Linked DNA regions of Arabidopsis thaliana: region 2 is linked to region 1. The links are chromatin contacts, called in public capture Hi-C maps. All regions are on one chromosome and are shown on one strand. The core of a region is the stretch at or near the end of the contact, and the rest is flanking DNA. Distances in the headings are between cores, read along the strand shown.

Region 1 (6,962 bases), core at 1,157-3,656:
AGCAGGAGGAGTTCTTACCTCAGTTTTACTAATTGCGTGCTGTTGATCCTTGAAGATGAATTTCGTGAAGTAACCAGTAAAGAAGGCAGAATCGCCATCAATCTGAAAGTATTAAAACCAAACCATAGCAATCAAAGAGACTTTGAAATATAGCAAAATTCATCTTCTCTTTACAAGGACAACTAATACATAATTCGTAAATACCTTGTTGAATCTTTCCCAAACCAAGTCTTGCTGCATCTGATAGCCTTCATAGGTAACCAAAGTATAGAGTCTTTCTTCATGCTGCAAAAGAAAACAGAATTAACCTTCTAGAATGTTATGTATAAACTGTTGAAATCGCTTCAAAAACACTTCCTGATTATCGATTTAAGTGACTGGGAACCAAAAAAAGAAACACAACAGCTTTACATAATATAAGTAAATAACCTGCAGCATGGTAGCGAAGTGATTGTTGCGGAACAGGACACAAAGTTCCCATTCTTTAAGGTCATCTTCCAAGGTAAAGAGCCTGGAGGAAATGATAATCAGTAACTAGAAAAGATAAAACCAATGTAGCCAATCACAGAAATCTTCCTTAGCAAACAATAAGATCACGCACCCATGCCAAGTTAGTTGAGTGACACTTTCTTCAAAGAATCCTTTGATCAATTCACCTGAAACTCAGAAGAAAAAAAAGAATGGAGTTATCTTTATCCACAACAGATATAATGCGTAGATATGTAAGAATGGATGTGTAAGAATTTACCCTCTTCTTGCGTGAGCCCTTTTGTACCCTTCCCTTCCGGAGAGCTTTGTCCAAGAAGAGACTGGACTTCATAAACTGACTGGGAGACATCATCATCCTGGGATTTTTCACTAAGATCTGGAGATGCAATGAGGTGATTTTAGTAAGAAAATTTAACATATCTCCAGATGCAAGTTCATGCAGAGATACCCATGAGTCTACCTGCATTAACCAAAGTTATAGCTTCAGAAATGATATCATTTTTGGTCGACTCCAGATTAGTCTTCTCCACAGAGATCAGCACATCAGTCATTTTGCTGCTATTCTCAGTCTCAACATTACCAAAAGTCTCATCTCCCAATTCCGTTGAAGATACCTCTTCACCTACATTGGTCTTATTCCCAACATCACAATCTTCTGATTCCGTAGAAGAAAACTGATCATCAAATTTGGACAGCTGACAGATATTACTGCCAAGGGTGGTAGCACAACCAGCTTCAATGTCCACAGAAGTTACCAATGTGTCATCCTCAGAGATCTGATTTACATCTAACGACCCAGACACAACTCTCTGAGTATCAAAACTTCCCTTTAACGATGCTTCCATTTCAGATAATGCCAAGGCCTTTGACACCATTTCATCTTCTTCAATATCTCCCTTTCCCAATCCAAGATGCTCTGCAGACGCAGCAAAATCAACAGAACTAACAGTCTGTGTGTCTAAAGTAGTAAGCGCAATCTCTAACTCATCACGAGATCTGCCTCCGATTGCAGCAACAATTTCCACATCCTGGAGGAAAAACAATAAATATTGAAACTTTTCTATTACTACAAATTGAAGCAAGAAAGAAACACAATCAAAATGATGTACCGTGGGATCAACTAGCCATCCATGATACAAAGGAATCTTAAGTGAACGAAATATATCTAGCTCAGGTGTTAACTCAAAATCCGTAATCCTGCAAGCAAGTAAAACATTTCCGGTCATTACGATAAGATATTTTCTATGTAACATATCAAAAGGTTTAACATATTGATAACAAAAAGATTGACCTCTCGAATTTCAAATCGACATTTATCCCACAAGCAAGTTTTCTGATGAGCCCAATATCAATGTACTCGTCTGTATCATCCAGTACATCGATCACAAGATTCACCAAATCCTCTTCAGATACTTGAGAATTGTAAGTGTCTAGATTAATTCCGTGTTTCAAGATAAGAACATTACCTGTAACAAACACATTTCAATAGTCTTGATACATCTGAATCGATGAAAACGAACGAACGAATCTAATCCCCAATTTCACAATGTATCATCATCATCAACACCAAAAGAGCTAAAAGATCTCAAGATACTAACACATACATTTCCCTAATTTCGTTCGCTAATCGAAGTTCACAAACCATAGCGAGAGTAAAATCGGGAGGAGAATAGAAGATGTACGTACAAATGGCGATGAGAGGACATGGTCCATTCTTATCCTGGAGAATGATATTGCACCTTTGTCCACGATACAAAATCTTCTTCGTCTTGTAAAAGATTTCGTCCGGAGGAGGACGAGAGTTATCGATCGCCATTAAAGAAGAAGGTTCACGACGATGAGAATCGCTTGTTGAGATCTAACCGTCTGCGAAATCGGAGAAGACACACTTTGCTGAAATTTCTCAAGAAGTGTGTCAAGGAAGCAAGAAAAGTGAGCATGGGACTGGCTTTTATAAGCAGCATTGAGTGACGAGAAACAAAATTGATTTTGACGAAACCGTAATTAGTATGGTTTTAGTAAACCGGGTTTGTTATGACGGTCAAAGCTGGTCCCGTATTGGTGGCTCTATTCAAGCGTGTAAATAAAATTCAACATTTGACCCTTATGTTACGCCTACCCTTATGTAGGCGAATCTTTCAACTGTTAGTGAATAAAAACTCTAATCATGGATTTTAGAGACCAATCAAATATTTATCAGCGGAGCTCATGTACCATAATATTATAATAGAATAAAACTTTTATGACATATATAAACGGTAATAGTAAATTAGTTAAAACGTTATGCTAAAGATCATATAACATCGAAAAAGCAGTATAGCAAGATCGTTTGAAGTTTTATCTATAAGAAAAGATCGATGGAATTATTTTAAGATTTTAGTTCAGATGTTTCACGCAGAATTTATTTGTATTGGGTAGTGACTTCACAAATAGCATAAAGGAACCAGCTTACGTAAGAGAATATTTTGGTTTGAATTTTCAAATTACATATAGGTAGAAATATTCAAATATATGAAGACGACCATTGATAGATTTTGGATATTAGATAATTGGATGTAAATAACTACTCCTTTTAGGCTAACCTACACTTGCTTTTTCGTCAACTATGGGAAGATGTTATAGTATATCATTACATTGATTCTCACGTAGGTTTTTTTTTCTATATTTTTGTAGGGAAATGCAAATTAACAAAGCATTTTAGTACGTTCATTTAGTGAAAGGGATGTGGTCCTCTCCTAGCGTGCGACACCTGTTCCAAGATATGTAAGAATAAACAAATGTTATTGTAACGTATTATTGTGAAAAGCATCCAATAGTGGATAACCACTTGCTTATGCCAAAGATTATAAGATATTTAAATCGAGGAAACGAATAAAGTAAAAAAGCTAGAAGGTGGTGGTTATAAATTACAAGAAACGTATCAAACAAGAGGCGAAGATGACATATATTGACATGTGAAATTGAAAACATATACAAGTACGTGTTACTGTTTTATTTGTGCGAAGGTCGTTGTTATAATAAATTTTTATTGTACGGACGGGTTATTTATCACACGATTAAAGTTCTCTTCTTTTATTTATCGCATAAAGTTCTGCTTCTTCTGTGGAAAATATAAAACGAGTTTTGTTTCAACTTCTTCTCTAAATCAAGAGACTATTATAAGAAGTAAAACAGCAATTGTTAATATTGTATCTCCTGATCAGATATATATAGACTTAAATATGCACATAAGTGACTGAAATAAATTTGTATCCATTTTTGTGTCGAAGTCTTTTAATTTCTTAAAATAGATAACAAGATCGGATGGTGCACGTTTGAAGAGAAGCGAAGATCGGACGGTGTGTCCTAACTACTTATTTTGTCCGATATGAGCTGGCAACGGACAAGGATGCTTGATGTCCTCAGGTGGCACTAGTGAAACCCACTTTGACGGACACCGGATCTGTAGGTTGTCGGTTAATATGGACACGTGCCAAGATCTCCCCCATTACCTACATAATATATATCTCCTTCACTTAATTATGTTTAAGATGTAAGTTTGCATTTACTCCAACAATATAAATTAATTAACCCATACCTAGACTAGATATACCAAAAATATCATGTAAAATTAAGAAAAATATGATACGAATATATATATATATATATATATTTTTTCTTACGATTGTACAAAGTTAGATAAATTATGGGTTTATTGGTTATAGGCTTTTAGAGTAACATATAATATTTTAAAAAAAAACTGATTATGCAATTAAATTCGAAAACGAAATAATATATAGCATGATTCTTTTCCTTGTCACACTTCATTATAGATTATTCTTCCCCCGTCAACAATTATTGCACTTACATATTTTATTACTATTATAGATTGGCCTTGAATTTGCATTAGAATTTTTACCAAAAGAAGAAAGAAATTACGTAATGCAATTTCTAAAAATAAAAGTGATGTACTACTAGGCAGGTCTAGGTTTATATAGACTATCCGTAGCCATAAGAGAAAATGGCAAATTTAATATATAATGCAAAAAAGAATAAGGCTATGATGTCAAATTATCAATCAAAAACACTTAGTTTTTTTCTTTCTTTCTTTCTCTCCCCTCCTTCATCATAAATCTAGGGCTTTCCAAGAATCTCTATCACACCCTCTTCCCAAAATCTCGCCTATTTTTCCTCTCTCCACTCACTTATAGAAGATAGATTATACACATAGAGAGACACATCAATCCAAAGCTCATACTTACAAATAGGGTAAATCTCGAATTCCATCTTCTGTTTGTGGTTGATCCATATTCTATTTACAGAGAAAAATAAATTCAAATCCATATCTTCTTTTATGTTCTTGGTCACTTTTGTAGTTGGAGTATGTCTCTTCTTTTATGTTCTTGATCTGAACCATTATCCATATATATAGTTCTAATTTCTGGTTACTATTCGTTTTATTTGGTTGAATAAATACTTGTCTCTTGTGTGATTTTACACAGAATATTTATATAAAGAATAAACTAGAAGTAAAGGATGGTGAGGGGCAAAACGGAGATGAAGAGGATAGAGAACGCAACAAGCAGGCAAGTGACGTTTTCGAAGAGAAGAAATGGACTCTTGAAGAAAGCCTTCGAATTATCGGTCCTTTGTGATGCTGAAGTTGCTTTGGTTATCTTCTCTCCAAGATCCAAACTCTATGAGTTCTCTAGCTCTAGGTATGTCCCTTTTTTGTTTATTTACTTGTGAAAAAACGATTTGCACTGATCAATTTTTGGATCCGATTCGACTAGAGGGGCTAATCGGGTCCAATTTTCACCGTAATAAGTAGATTCATTGGATTTTTTGGTTATATGATTATCAAGATCTGATAAGAGAGTTATATAATGGTGATTTTGTTTTCATATAAAAGTAGATCGGAGTAAGAAATTAGACTACTTTTATAGGACTGACACTAATGATACTTTTTGTAGTTGTAGTCATCAGATTTTTATGGCACTACAACCTATGAAACGTGTGTGTATATCAAGTATATGTATACTTGTTATGAGCCATCCATTTTTCGCTGTAGATGAGTTGATCTTTCTGACTTTCTCTATTTACTGAGATATTTTGAAATGCAAACAACTTTTATTTTGAGATACTTGATGTTTATCCGTTTGTAAGAAAGATGAGTTTGACACCAGTGCTACTGCTAGGCTATGTGTATGTAACAATATCTATGACTTAATTTTGAGTATATAAAGTGTCCTTATATTGTTCAAATTAGGACTGTACATACTATCAACATGTTTATAAATTTAGAAAATAGTCATTTTCAGGATTAACAATAAATTTCCTTATTTGGATATATATGTCCACATGTATCTCGCCCTGCTGTAATACAAATGCATATACAGTGTGTGTGTCAGTAGAAATATATCATATATGATGATGACAGATATATCTACATAATGCTAGGGATGAGACGAAGCATTGTAGTAAATAATGCTAGTTTTGATCATGGTTTGCATTATACATATCAATAAATATATTTGCACATGTTTAAATCAGACATGATGAGTTCATGATATAACACATTCTCATTCATGCGAGTTTACAAAATTACAGATGCTTCTTTTGTATATGTGTATGTGGATGTATATATATGGGAAACTTTATATGTATGCATGAATATGTAAAATTTAGCAACAAATTAAGAGGTACTATTTTGCTTAATTTTAACACACACCGTGATTTAATTGAGCATTAACTGTAGAGAAGTCATCGCATGTGTGTAGATCAGAATTATTTTAATTCTTTCTACGTTTTCTCTTATTTTATTCTTTGGGATATAATTTATGCTGAATAAATATAGATTTGATTATAAAGGATTAAGCACTTAACAATTAACTATGAAATGTCTTTTGAGCAAACTCAAGAGAGGTTAATCACAATTAACTAGGTATTCTTAACCACATAATCCTTGTTGTTATCGCACTGCTTAATGATACTCTAAAGGTTTAGCTTATTAATTTCAATATTTCGATTTGAGCGTGTCCATGTGCATCTATATATACTTGTCTCTTTATATGTATATTGGCGTAGCCATGTAAAATATTGATGCATGATTTGAATCATAAATCTTAAATACAATATATTTGATATTTTCTGCATTTTGAAGTAAAGAGGAACACTCTTTTGTTTTCATATAACCTATTATTTTGTTTAGAAAATAAACATGTATATATTATATATGGTCCTCGAAACATGAGATCATATCCTAACTTTTGGGAACAATGCAACTAAGCCATATCTGCATGATTCTCTGTGATTCTCTTCGTTCACAGTTCAGTTTCAATATTTAACGGTCATAAATCATGATGATATATATTCTAAATGTCAATAAATAAATGGAATTTATTTATTTAGTCACATAAGTATATACTTTTCACACATATATGCATATATAGCTTCAATTGGTTTTGACTCCACATTTTCGTTTCTTTTATTTT
Region 2 (6,962 bases), core at 2,547-5,046, 78 kb before region 1:
AATTAAGAAAATAAAAGATAAGATCGAACTACAATTTTAGAACATGAGATCATGGTTTCTCCTTAGCCTTGCTTTATGCTTCTTCTGTCGAAATCTTCTTTCAAAGAGTCTTTTTAACTTCTGGTTCCCAGGACATGGTTTCTTCAGGATTATTGTTCTTCTCTGAGATCCTTCTCCTCTTGTTTTGCTCTTTGTCTGCTAGCCTCGCTTCTGGAGCTTTTCTCGCAGTTTTGTTCTTCATCGGCTTCATATTGGTTGCTTCACTCTCCGCTGATGATGAATCGGATGCTTCACAATCCGCTTCATAGGAAAAGTCACTCTCCGAAGAGCTTTCCTCACTTAGTCCTGGTGATCGAGCTCTAATGAGAAGAGCTTTGTAAGGGGCTTTTCTTTGTTTCCGCGGCTTCATTTGCGAACCAGTTGCTTCACCATCTGTTGAATTCACTTTAGATGACTGAGCGCTTATCAGAAGAGCTTTGTAAGGCTGCCTATGAGGGGGCTTAGGTGCATCTGATGATAATATAAACGGCTTAGATTTTTTCCCCATTTGGAACTTGCAAACCTGAAAGATCAAAGGAAAGAATTCACAACAAGAGAGAGTGAGAGAAACAATGAAAGATAAAAGATTGTGTGTGAGAACTTATAAGTGTCTTTGGAGGACTCTAGATATATAGATTTTTCTCCTTGCTTTTACAACCCTCAAATTGGATGGTAACAGCTTTAAATTTTTGTCTTTGTTTCGCTCCTAAAATACGAAAAAGAAAGATATTAGATTAATGTTGTAATTTTAAATCGTACCGTTTGTTGGACCGAATCAGAAGTCTCTAAACTAATTTTTTCTATTTAAAATTTGGTGCGATACAATAATTTTTGTAAAATTTATTTTTAATAGTTTAACTTTGTATGATAGAGTTCAAAGATTCAATTCTTACAAATTATTAACTAATTTAATTATCTAATTGAAAAAAAAAATTCTTCATAATTATTTATTAAGTCAAAAGTAAAAAAGGGTAAAAAATCCGTCTACAATACTTAATTAGGAAAAGATTTTGTAGTCAGATATCTTACCTTTTTATACTTTAGAATTATAAACATTAGCTACCAAACATTTGAATATAATAATTTTGTAAACACTTTGTTAGGAAAAGATTTTGGCAGTAAATGTATATGGTATTAGATTTTTTAAACAAAGAAAATAAGATTTTTCTTTATATGATTGTTTTTTAATTTGGTATTTTTTAATAAAAATGATTTTTTCATTATTGTTTTTATCTAAATAAGGATTATGGAGATCAAATGAATTTTTTTATCTTATTATATAAAATACATTTCAAGACATTAATTTATTTATTTTTTTCGTTTTTATCTTCAAATTACATTTTTTTTTTAAACTCCTTATATAGTCATTGTTTCCCTTTTATTCTTCTATGATCAGACAAATATCTCTTTAACCATTTAACCTAAACGAACAAGTTTAACAATTGTCTTAGTTCAATGAATTCGAATTATATTTTAAAAATATATATTTTAACTTATAAGTAAAGTATTTCTAGTCATAGAAGCATAAAAAGAAAAACTAGAAACTCAACAATAAGAGAATAATTTTAAATCTAAATTATAAGACAAAACCAATAAAGCTTTTAAAATATGTCTTAGAAGTTAGAACAAATGAACGATGAACTGTCTTGAGATGGATTTCACATAATATGAGTATATGACACATAATCTCTTAAAGTTTTGATTGATTTTCATTCTTTCGGCTGTTGAATATGCCCCGGCCCTCACTCTTGTAGTACAATCTTTTTATCGGTACACACTGAGTTACGTCACTGTCGATGTCAATATCCATTATGGTGGTTTTAAATCATGAGAAAGAATCGAGGTTAATATCAGTCGATTAGTATGAAAATCGAACTGATTTACAAAGATAAAAGATTGGAATTAAAAAAGGCTCTTGATCTATTTTCTAGCTTGTTTTCTAGAAAGAAGTGACCCTGGTCTATACGACCTCCTTAGTCAATCCATGCAAATCATAACGTCCCCATCTCGATGTCTACCAATTTAACGTTTCCTTTTTAATTTGTTAGATATGCCCGTTTTATTTTGACTTGCTCAAACTGTATAGGGCCATCACGAGCTAAACTGATGTGACTTGGGCCTGGTGAGAGTCATGAAGCTCCGGAATGTTGTAGCTCGATGTTACCTATATAAGCTTTCTTTATGGGCCTTGAATAGGCCGAGTTCAAATGTGAGAATCCAACACCAACAGCCACTTAGAACAACTTTTCAAGATTGTGTATCATCTACCTCTTCGGCCATATTAAGAATATGTGTAGTTGGGCTTCGGTGAGACTTATGAGTTGGGCTTGCCATGACAATCCCAGATGTTACTTTTCTCTTAATCCCTAGGAAGAAAATCTTTTGGTAACTTCAAATCATTATAAGCGCAAATAGCTAGCTACTATGTCTGATGCATTTAGTTACTTTGTGCTGAGGATTGGGGTCTTTAATGTGAAATCGAAAGTTTAGGGTTTCTCGTGGATATTAGAAAACGTTAAGGTTGGAATATAAAGGAAAAGATTAACTGAAAGAGTCTGCATAGCACACTCCAGCTTAATTCCGTATCGTTTTAGGATTTCTGACTTCACTCTTTGACGGCTATATATTAATGTGATTTTCCATTATGTCAAATGTTAATTATTATTTTTTAGATAAGTTTTCGTGAAAGTTGAAACGGTGTGACTTGTGAGTGACGAATGTATAGGAAGAAACTGTGGAGGTGGGTTCCGTTTAAGGCTTTGGTGGTGTGGAGATTAGAAGTCATGGCCGCCATTTTTGAGTCACGCACGTGTCCACCTACCTTACCTTCTTATAACTTATTCATTCATGTGTTCGATAAAATATATTTGATATTAATTTAAACATACAACATAGAAGTGCACAATTACAAGAGTTTTTTTTGTTTTTCTATTTTTGTCGCTACAAGAGTTTTTAGTTTTTACTTACGTTACGTATATGCAAACGCAAGCAATTCTGCATCTATTTGTTTTTCAATGGCAGCCATAATTGATATCAAATAAATAAATTACTAATGCCACATGTTTTTTTAGCACAGCTTCATAATTCATAGGAGTATCGATATGTAACACAATAATGGATCTTGTAGTAAAATTTGAATAGAGTCAATTAAAAAAAAAAAAAAAGATAGAGTCAATCTGTGCGATATAATGAAATTAGAACGAAGCTCGAATTTTAAGATTTTAAATTATAACAAAACTCAAATGTGTTATAACATTCAAAAAAAAAAAAAAAAAAAAACTTAACACAATAATTAGTTTTTCTCATTTTGAGAAAACCAAATTCTCGAAAGTATGTGAAAAATACCATGGAATTTGAAGGATTTTGTAGATTACCAAATAGTAAACAAAATTTCTAAACTTGTTTTACTATGATTTTGTCACGAATACAAAATCAAACTCAGATAGAGAAATTAGGTGATATATAGCCATAATTGTGTTTACTACTAAAAATACAGTTATTTCTAAAAATAAGGTAAATGACCACCATGGTACCATACTATTCCATGAACAATATAGACAAATAGCCTTCCATTGTTATAATTGGGATATTGTCAAATCCATCCCGTATCTATATATATTATTATACACAAGTAGAACTTTTGATGGTGATTCATTATCTACCATTCACATGTTTTTGTATCATTAAATTGTTGATTATAAAAGCAGGATTTGATTCCACCTACTAAGAAGTAGGAAATATAAAAACATAACGCCAATTTTCGTTCATCAGAACCAAGATTTTTTTGTCGACACAATCAAACCAAATAGATAATGATACTGTTTTTTATAGTAGTATATATATTTCTTTTCCTATAGAGTATTTTATCTGAGGTCATGTGGTTGGTTAGTGACACACTTTTCATTATTTTACGTTCTAAATTAAATATCGTAAAGTTAAACCTCGTTTAAAGTATACTATAAAGAATAGAAATATCATTAATTCATTATACACACTATAAAGTTAACCTTTGTTTAAACTACTAATAAACTGGTTATTTAAAAAACTATTAGGGTTAAATTTGTGAGAAATGGAAAAGTAAGAGGCAAAAAACGAAAGAATCTTTTATTACAATGATTATTAATTTTATCAACTTTCTTTTATAGACAGCTCAGCTCCACTGATCGGCTCATGCTCCACTGATCAACTTTCTTTCATTTTTTTATCAGTTTCTCATTTCTCTCTCAGTCGCATATAAATTTGAAACGCCGATTCGTTTTTGCTCTTTAAGCTTTCTTCTTGATTTCGACGGTGTCTCTCAATCTCCGTCAAGCTTGACGAATTTCAGGTGTGATTTGCTTCTCTTCTTCTTCGCTTTCTGGACTTGTGGATTTTGGTTTTTGATTGATTTGTTCTGCTTTTTTTTTTTTGGTTGAATCTTCGCTTTTTCTCATGATTTTTTTTTGGCTGTTGCATGATTTTGGTTTTGTTAGAGTCGAATTTTTGCAGATTTTTGCTTTGATTTGATTTTTGTTGTTGTTGTTGTTTCTGGTTTGGTGATACACGAATTTTGATTTGTTCTTCCAGATGATAGTTCAATTCTGTGGTAGCTGCTGATTCTAATTATGTGATATATGTTATTAGAATTGAGAAAAATGCAGTTATTTGTGATTTCTCATAGCTTATGATGAATTGTTATAATTGCAGGAGCTATATATACCATGGCGCTCTTGTCTCAAGCAGGAGGATCATACACTGTTGTTCCTTCTGGAGTTTGTTCAAAGGCTGGAACTAAAGCTGTTGTTTCGGGTGGCGTGAGGAATTTGGATGTTTTGAGGATGAAAGAAGCTTTTGGTAGCTCCTACTCTAGGAGTCTATCTACCAAATCAATGCTTCTCCATTCTGTTAAGAGGAGTAAGAGAGGGCATCAATTGATTGTTGCGGCAAGTCCTCCAACGGAAGAGGCTGTAGTTGCAACTGAGCCGTTGACGAGAGAGGATCTCATTGCCTATCTTGCCTCTGGATGCAAAACAAAGGACAAATATAGGTACAGTTTGATGCTTATATGTTCTGTTAAAATGCTACTTAGTGTTTGTAATTGTGACATATTTCTTTGTTTGTGCTCTTTTACGGTGTTGGTATTGTTTGAATTCATCCAGATTGTTTGTCTATTGGAGAAATATTCTGTTTTGCTAACTTAACATTGTGAGTTTTCAGAATAGGTACAGAACATGAGAAATTTGGTTTTGAGGTCAATACTTTGCGCCCTATGAAGTATGATCAAATAGCCGAGCTTCTTAATGGTATCGCTGAAAGATTTGAATGGGAAAAAGTAATGGAAGGTGACAAGATCATTGGTCTGAAGCAGGTTAACATTCTCCTGTGTTTCATCTTTTGAGCCGTTTATTATTTATATACATTTTCAGCCTGTAGAACATGTTAGCTTCATATACAACACAATGATCGGTATATTATAAGGTTTCAGTCTTTTTTTTTTTTTTGCTGTAGATAACTCGTTCTGTCCTTTTGTTGACCAGGGAAAGCAAAGCATTTCACTTGAACCTGGGGGTCAGTTCGAGCTTAGTGGTGCACCTCTTGAGACTTTGCATCAAACTTGTGCTGAAGTCAATTCACATCTTTATCAGGTAATTTCAAAGATAATTATTGCCAATGCTCTCACCCTAAAACGTGACAAATAACCAACTATCTACGGATGTCACAGGTAAAAGCAGTTGCTGAGGAAATGGGAATTGGTTTCTTAGGAATTGGCTTCCAGCCCAAATGGCGTCGGGAGGATATACCCATCATGCCAAAGGTATGACGCTTTCTCTATTCTTAAGATTGAAGAAAGTTAACATCTGTTTGTTTCTAATTCAGATAATATTATCTGATTCTACATAGCCAACGTTCGGATTATTTCTTGGTGTTTGTGTTAAGTTTTCCTATGACGAGTCAGGCAGTAAGATTTGACATAGTGTAATGTGTTCTGTGCAGGGGAGATACGACATTATGAGAAACTACATGCCGAAAGTTGGTACCCTTGGTCTTGATATGATGCTCCGAACGTGTACTGTTCAGGTTAGATTAATATTCTGACTTTGCGCCTTTTCATAATTTCCTTAAACTAAACTTTCCAGTTCTCATCAATAATCTTATTTTGAAACTTATAGAAACTGCATTACTTGCAATCTTGACAGGTTAATCTGGATTTTAGCTCAGAAGCTGATATGATCAGGAAGTTTCGTGCTGGTCTTGCTTTACAACCTGTGAGAAGCTCGATCTCTTTGTGGCATAACCAGAAACTTTTATTAACGATTTTGACTAACCATTGCCTCACTATTATCTAAATTCAACAGATAGCAACGGCTCTATTTGCGAATTCCCCTTTTACAGAAGGAAAGCCAAACGGATTTCTCAGCATGAGAAGGTATCTAGATTCAGTTGTTATGATCCCCGATATCTTTTTGAATTAGTTTCCCTCCCACCTTATAACTCTGGTATGTTTTGACAGCCACATATGGACAGACACTGACAAGGACCGCACAGGAATGCTACCATTTGTTTTCGATGACTCTTTTGGGTGAGTATCGATGTTTAATCTATGAAAAACAATTACATTACATTGGTTGGTTTGGTATGAGAAGCTTCTCAAAAACCAATGACTCTGTCTCGCATTCTTGATGAGTTATTGGAAAATTGATATGTGCTATTCTGTGGATTTTCTTACATATGTTTGTGTTCAAGATAGAAAGATGCTTTGGATCTTTATCCTTCTCTTGAAACAGCATGGCTAATCTTAATTTTATTGCTCTCTTTTGTTCTTATCTGGTATAGGTTTGAGCAGTATGTTGACTACGCACTCGATGTCCCTATGTACTTTGCCTACAGAAAGAACAAATACATCGACTGTACTGGAATGACATTTCGGGTCAAAATCTATCCTT

What was found. Capture Hi-C pulls out chosen DNA fragments and counts their contacts.
Region 2: a contact with region 1 is called in a capture Hi-C map of root, with 7 times the contacts expected there. The contact joins the promoter of GSH1 here to the promoter of AT4G22960 in region 1. A contact is called at or near these places in 1 of 26 Hi-C or Micro-C datasets (rosette leaf) and 1 of 3 other capture datasets (root).

Annotation. Positions count from the first base shown.
Region 1 is chr4:12,025,464-12,032,425 of TAIR10.1, reverse strand. It overlaps AT4G22960 (FAM63A-like protein (DUF544)), which reads right to left and starts at 2,406. Exons shown (of 12, transcript NM_118425.3): 1 at 2,176-2,406; 2 at 1,781-1,955; 3 at 1,599-1,686; 4 at 950-1,517; 5 at 749-865; 6 at 602-656; 7 at 430-511; 8 at 205-285; 9 at 19-102. The coding sequence starts at 2,305. It overlaps AGL19 (AGAMOUS-like 19), which reads left to right and starts at 4,422. Exons shown (of 7, transcript NM_001341569.1): 1 at 4,422-4,737; 2 at 4,971-5,186. The coding sequence starts at 5,005.
Region 2 is chr4:12,104,529-12,111,490 of TAIR10.1, reverse strand. It overlaps GSH1 (glutamate-cysteine ligase), which reads left to right and starts at 3,796. Exons shown (of 17, transcript NM_001203879.2): 1 at 3,796-4,366; 2 at 4,726-5,065; 3 at 5,236-5,386; 4 at 5,556-5,663; 5 at 5,741-5,833; 6 at 6,013-6,096; 7 at 6,216-6,284; 8 at 6,375-6,445; 9 at 6,530-6,598; 10 at 6,853-6,946. The coding sequence starts at 4,740. It overlaps AT4G23110 (insulin-like growth factor binding protein), which reads right to left and starts at 634. Exons shown (of 1, transcript NM_118440.2): 1 at 1-634. The coding sequence starts at 547. The coding sequence ends at 101.